2 separate regions of the Rattus norvegicus genome follow, and region 2 is linked to region 1. Evidence: chromatin contacts called from public Hi-C data. All regions are on one chromosome and are shown on one strand. Each heading gives the region's core, a stretch centred on a gene start, on an enhancer-like site or on the middle of the called end of the contact. The rest is flanking DNA. Distances are from core to core; before and after follow the strand shown.

Region 1 (2,754 bases), core at 71-2,570:
CTCACTTTATGCTCTGACTAGCCTGGAACCTGCTTTGTAGACCAAACTTCATTGACTTCACAGAGATCTACCTGCTTCTGTCCTGCTGAGTGCTGGGATTAAAGGCATGGGCCACCGTGCCAGGCAATTTGGTTTCTGAAAGAGTTTTCTTAATAATGTTCACAAATTTGTGTAAGTAGAGTGATCTTTCTTTCCTCTCTCTCTCTTTTTTCCTCCCCTTCAAGAAACTGTGTAGATCTAAATGGCCTGGAATTTGCAGCCTCAAACTTGTGGAGATCTTCCTGCTTCAGCCTCTCCTATGCTGCGATTATGAACATATGCCAGCCACGACCCTGGGCGTCTTTTGAGGCAGAGCCTGGTTTGTGTGTCACGGTGTCTCCTGATGTTGGTAGTTCCTAACAAGAACCCTGAGGCCCACTGAGAACATAGTTTGATGAATCAGTCTGTCTGCATTTTAGGCTTAAACACTATCTTATAGTAAAGACAAACTAGATCCATTCTTGTTTGTGATTAATCCTCTGTTTCTCACTGATTGGGCTATGCCCCACTGGTACCCTTAACTACAAATGGTTTTATGTGTTCCAAGAAATGGCAACTATGTTTTCGATTTAAAACCATCTTGTTAACCCTACTTTTGTTTCAAAAGGTTTTTCTGTATGACTACCTTCTTTTTTTTTTTTTTTTTTTTGGTTCTTTTTTTCGGAGCTGGGGACAGAACCCAGGGCCTTGCACTTCCTAGGTAAGCGCTCTACCACTGAGCTAAATCCCCAGCCCCTTATGACTACCTTCTTAAGACCACCTTGCAATCATGACTTTGTCTCAGGAGGTCATTAGGAACTAACTTATTAGTCTGCTCCAATTATAGTTCTGCTCCTGTAACCCCACCTGGTAAATCCATTTGGAACACCCCTCCTACCCCCTGAGCTATAAAAACCTTGTCTTCATGTCCAATGCTGCCTTCCCAAATGCTGCCTTAGGGGAAGGCAGCTCCTGTACACGAATAAAAAAGCTTGCTTCAATTAACTGATTGCTTTAATTAATTTGGCCATGACGACTTGGATCAGTGGTCTTTCTCATTATCTTTGGCCTCAAATATTTGGGATTTACAGGTTCCCCTACCCTTTTCAGGCTGCTATGGTGTGAGACCACAATTTTTCTAATTTTCAATCTTTATGAGGTCATTCTCTACAAAACAAGGCTGGTCTGACTAGACTTTCCACAGGACGACGCATTCCTGGTCTCCATGACAACGCACTCGGACTTTCCGGGTCCGAAAGGCAAGCCTCGGACTGCGCATGCGTGCAGGCAGCCGGCGTTTGAACTCCGAGGCTTCCGTAGGGCCAAGGATGGCGGCCGCACTGCTGCGAGAGTTGGGTAAGTCTTATGGCTTTCTCAGAATTTAGGGTTGAAGCGGTAGTGAGAATCAAAGTTGACAGCTCGTACTCGTGTTGCAGGTGCACTGTGGGTACCTAACCTGAGGATCTGGACAACTCAGATGCTGCGGTAAGTGTTCTGCCACGAAAATTCTAGCAAGCTGTGTCTGGTCTGCATCCCTCAGAGTGCCCTTGTGTGCCAAGCGGTGCTTTAGGCCTCAGGTAGAGGGCGGTCCGGCCCAAGAGTGCTTTGTAACCCTGTGAGGACTGTTGGCTCCGAGGGCTCCTCTCAGTGTTTTCTGAACAGCCTCTCCCCATTCCATGGCCACAGTTCGACTCTTCCACGTTGTGTGATATACCAACAAATAAACATTCCTAGTTATTTCTCTGTTCACTTACCGTGGTCAAGGACTGTTTGGAAACTCGACGCTTGCCTGACATTGTATACTCTACGGTGTTGTTTCTCAGCGCCTCAGACAACTGTTTTGAACCTTTTGCTCTGTAGAGCATTATGGAGCCTCTCGAGAAAACTGTTTGAGTCTCTTGACATAGGTCAGTCTGACTTCCGCTTACCAATCAGATTCTGGGATCCCAGGCCATGCAACGTGCTAGGAGACAAGCGGCCCTGTATAGAGATTAAGGAATACAGTTGAGTTGGCCTGGATCCATAGGGTACATAGGGAGTTTGGATTGCATATATAGCACTTGCAAATTAATTGCTTCGTTTGGAGTAATATTTTGATTTAATTTAATTATGGCAGTCTGGTATTTGCTTGATTCAGTTTAAGACCCATTTCAGTCTTGAGTATTCCTAAAACCTGTAACTATTCATAAAACTGTCACCACTAGTTCTGGGCATACTTATTTTATCAAACATCACATTAATTGCCAAATCTGTATTGGGGTTTTGAGAAATGCAAGGCACGGGGTTGGGGATTTAGCTCAGTGGTAGAGCGCTTGCCTAGCAAGCGCAAGGCCCTGGGTTCGGTCCCCAGTTCCGAAAAAAAAAGAAAAGAGAAATGCAAGGCACTGCTGCATAAGGGCTGATAGTCAGACAGACAGACACACAGACAGTATGTACTTCGGAAGAAATCTCATTTAATAGTTTGTCATAGTGACTTAGGATCGAAGTCAAAGCTCGTGGTTCTGTCATCCTGCTGTGAGTGATGATATACAACGATGTTAGAGGCCTTAGAGACGTGGTCTCTTTCCTCTTTCTTACATATATGAAAACCAAGGCCCAAAGAAGTGACAGTGAGCCCACTGGCTTTAACTGTGTAGAAACGTACACACGCATGACTCAGACTGGAGAAGAAAGGTCTGGAGACCACTGGCATGTTTGGAGGGGAGACAAGACAGATAACTGTTCAGTGGGTCTCAT
Region 2 (2,754 bases), core at 173-2,672, 66 kb after region 1:
AAGAAACACACAAGTAATGTTTTTCCGAGTATAGGCTGCTGACAGGCAAGTCTCAAGGCTTGATATTTTCTCTCTCTTCCTCCCCCCCCCCCCCCTCTCTCCCTCTCCCGTGTCTCCACTCTCCTGGGCACCCTGCACTCTCCTGGTGCTCTCCTTTTTTCCTGCCCTCCTACATCCCCACACAACTCTTGGCCTCTAACTTGCCCCAGTCTTTTATTGTTACTCCAGAAGCAGGTAGAAAGAGAGACATTGTATAATCATTACCAGATGTGTCAAGTTCAAAAGAAGGACCACATTCCCCCCCAAAGAATTAAGAATTACCATTGTTCCCCCAAAGTTTCAAGCTTCCCCTGTTTCCAGGGCCGTGGCCAAAATAATAATTGCAAACTTGTCATTATTTAAACTTTAACTTTTGACTTATTATACTTCAGAGCTCAAAATTCCGAGGTCAGCTACATGGGGTTTCCTGGTGAAGCTCTAATGATAAATGACATGGGCAAAGCTGCCAGGCAGAAAAGAATCAGGTTAATCCTTAACTCAGCAGTTCGTAAGCACCTACTTCTGTATGTTGCACACAATGAATCTAAGAGTCCCAGTGTTCTGACTTAGTTTTACTAGTATAGAATTTTATATGTTCTCTATCTTCTTTCAGGAGTCTAATTTTACTTGCTGTCCATACATATTCCAAGGAGGCCAGGAACCACTCTCAAGTGTTGCAGAAAACTCATTTCATAACTTCAATACCATTTTCCTTTCTCAGGGTCCCAATATTGGCTCTGATTCATTTTCCTAATTTATTTCTAGACATAGTTTCTTCAAACTTTATTTGCAAGTCAAACATTAATCCAAAACTACCATTGTGCGGTTATTACATTATTCCGAAAATGAGAGTTCACAGCATGCACCTGGGCCATCAGGACCGTGCTGTGCTGCCTCCCCTATGTCTCAGTTTTTGATTGTTTACCAGTCATTCATTGTATATAATTATGCACACCAAGGCCAACTGAAAAGCAGTCACACACAAATGAAATCTATACAGCTTTTGTCCAGGGCTAAGGTCAGGAGACATGGGAACAACTTTTTAACAAATGAGCTGCCCTTGGGCTTCTGAGAGGTCACCATCCAGGCCTACTTCCGCTAGTTGCTTATTTCTGATGGCGGATCCCCCCCCCCCCCCCCCCCCCCGCCGGATGTGTTTCCTACTTCTCAGGGTCCCAGGCACCATCCATGTCATGGTATGCTGTCCTCAGCATTTAGGGATTCGGGGCGCTGGGATTCCAGTGCTGAATTGGTGTGTAAATTTCATGAAGGGCACTGTATGGGCAAACAACTACAAAAATGCATGCCCAGCCTGTGTCTGAAAACAGCCCACAGAAAACCTAGGACAGAAATGGGGAGGAAGCAGGGAGGCGTTTAATTGCTCCCTCTAGTGGAAGGATTGGCAACATGCAGGAGGAACTCTCTGTGACCTTTCCGGGCTCTGCTGGATTTCATTTGGGAAAGCTGATATAAACAATTCCATTTTCAGCTGGGTATCTTCCACTCTTGTCTCTCAACAACCTCCTCCCTTCCCCAAGCACGGTTGATTAATCATCCTTTTCTCTGGCCTCTCGTGGCAGGTGACCCACGGAGCATGGAGGAGGCAATGGCTGAATGGAGTCTGTTACAAAAACAAAGCACAAACCATTTTGGTCACATTTGAACAACATAAGGCAACGTTTAGTAAGAGTGACCCCTAAAATACAAAGGTGCATGCCACAGGCCTGGCTACTTTGCAGGAGATTATATAATTATTTTTCAATCAAAAGCATGCATGTGTAAATTGTCTTATAAGTATGCTTTGCAAATGGCTTATATTTAGGTATTATAAATAAGTATATATTAGAGCTGGAGAGATGGCTCAGTGGTTAAGAGTGCATACTGGTCTTCTTGAGAACCCACATTAAGTAGTTCATAACTACTAGCACCACAGAACCCAACACTCTCCTTTGGCCTTCATAATGTGTGCACGACGTGCGCACGCACAGACACACAGACACACAGACACAGAGAGAGAGAGAGAGAGAGAGAGAGAGAGAGAGAGAGAGAGAGAGAGAGAGAGAATGCTTAACAAAAACCAAACAGTTTGGCCCAGCAATGTGGCTTAGAAGTTAAAGGTGTTTGCCACACAATTTTCCCAACCTGGTTCAATCCCCAGAATTCACATGAGGTGGATAAAAAGACTGATTCTACAAAGTTTCTATCTTCCCTCTACACACTTGCCATGGCTTGCATGTTTCCACAGGTACACTTCCAAAACTAATCCCCCAAGACAAGTTAATAAAAAGTTATTTGTAGAACCAGTTTAATATGTCCCTTACATTAAATCTTAATTTTAAATTTATTTTGAGGTGAGAGTGAATAAAGCAAGGTTGTATTTACAGGCATACAACGAACAAGAGTGACACGTCCGGGGCTGGGGATTTAGCTCAGTGGTAGAGCGCTTACCTAGGAAGCACAAGGCCCTGGGTTCGGTCCCCAGCTCCGAAAAAAAGAACCAAAAAAAAAAAAAAAAAAAAAAAAAAAAGAGTGACACGTCCACTGCTTCCTCATTGGTATGGTTGGTGAACCCAGAGTCCTTCTTTGTGCCTTAAATCTGCTTTTAAGAACATGAAAGATAGCCAGACATGGTGGTACATGCCTTTCTTTAATCCCAACACTTGGGAGGCTGCTGCGGGAGGACCTCTGTGAGTTCCCAGCTAACCTGGTCAAGTT

What was found. A called contact is a pair of places that touch in the nucleus more often than the background predicts.
Region 2: a contact with region 1 is called in a Hi-C map of Schwann cells, with 5 times the contacts expected there. The contact joins the enhancer-like site here to the promoter of Mrpl22 in region 1. A contact is called at or near these places in 12 of 12 Hi-C or Micro-C datasets (the A7r5 cell line, the Rat2 cell line, Schwann cells and 7 more) and 1 of 1 datasets of contacts at active chromatin or transcription factors (oligodendrocytes).

The regions. Positions count from the first base shown.
Region 1 is chr10:42,844,590-42,847,343 of GRCr8, forward strand. It overlaps Mrpl22 (mitochondrial ribosomal protein L22), which reads left to right and starts at 1,321. Exons shown (of 7, transcript NM_001105781.1): 1 at 1,321-1,374; 2 at 1,455-1,503. The coding sequence starts at 1,347.
Region 2 is chr10:42,910,504-42,913,257 of GRCr8, forward strand. No RefSeq gene overlaps it. Among named protein-coding and RNA genes, the nearest start is that of Irgm2, 22 kb to the left of the region's middle. Within about 2 kb of position 1,423, at least 16 of the 93 cell types and tissues checked have an H3K27ac peak or open chromatin away from gene starts, as enhancers often do. A contact at or near this core is called in Schwann cells and liver, where this site is marked.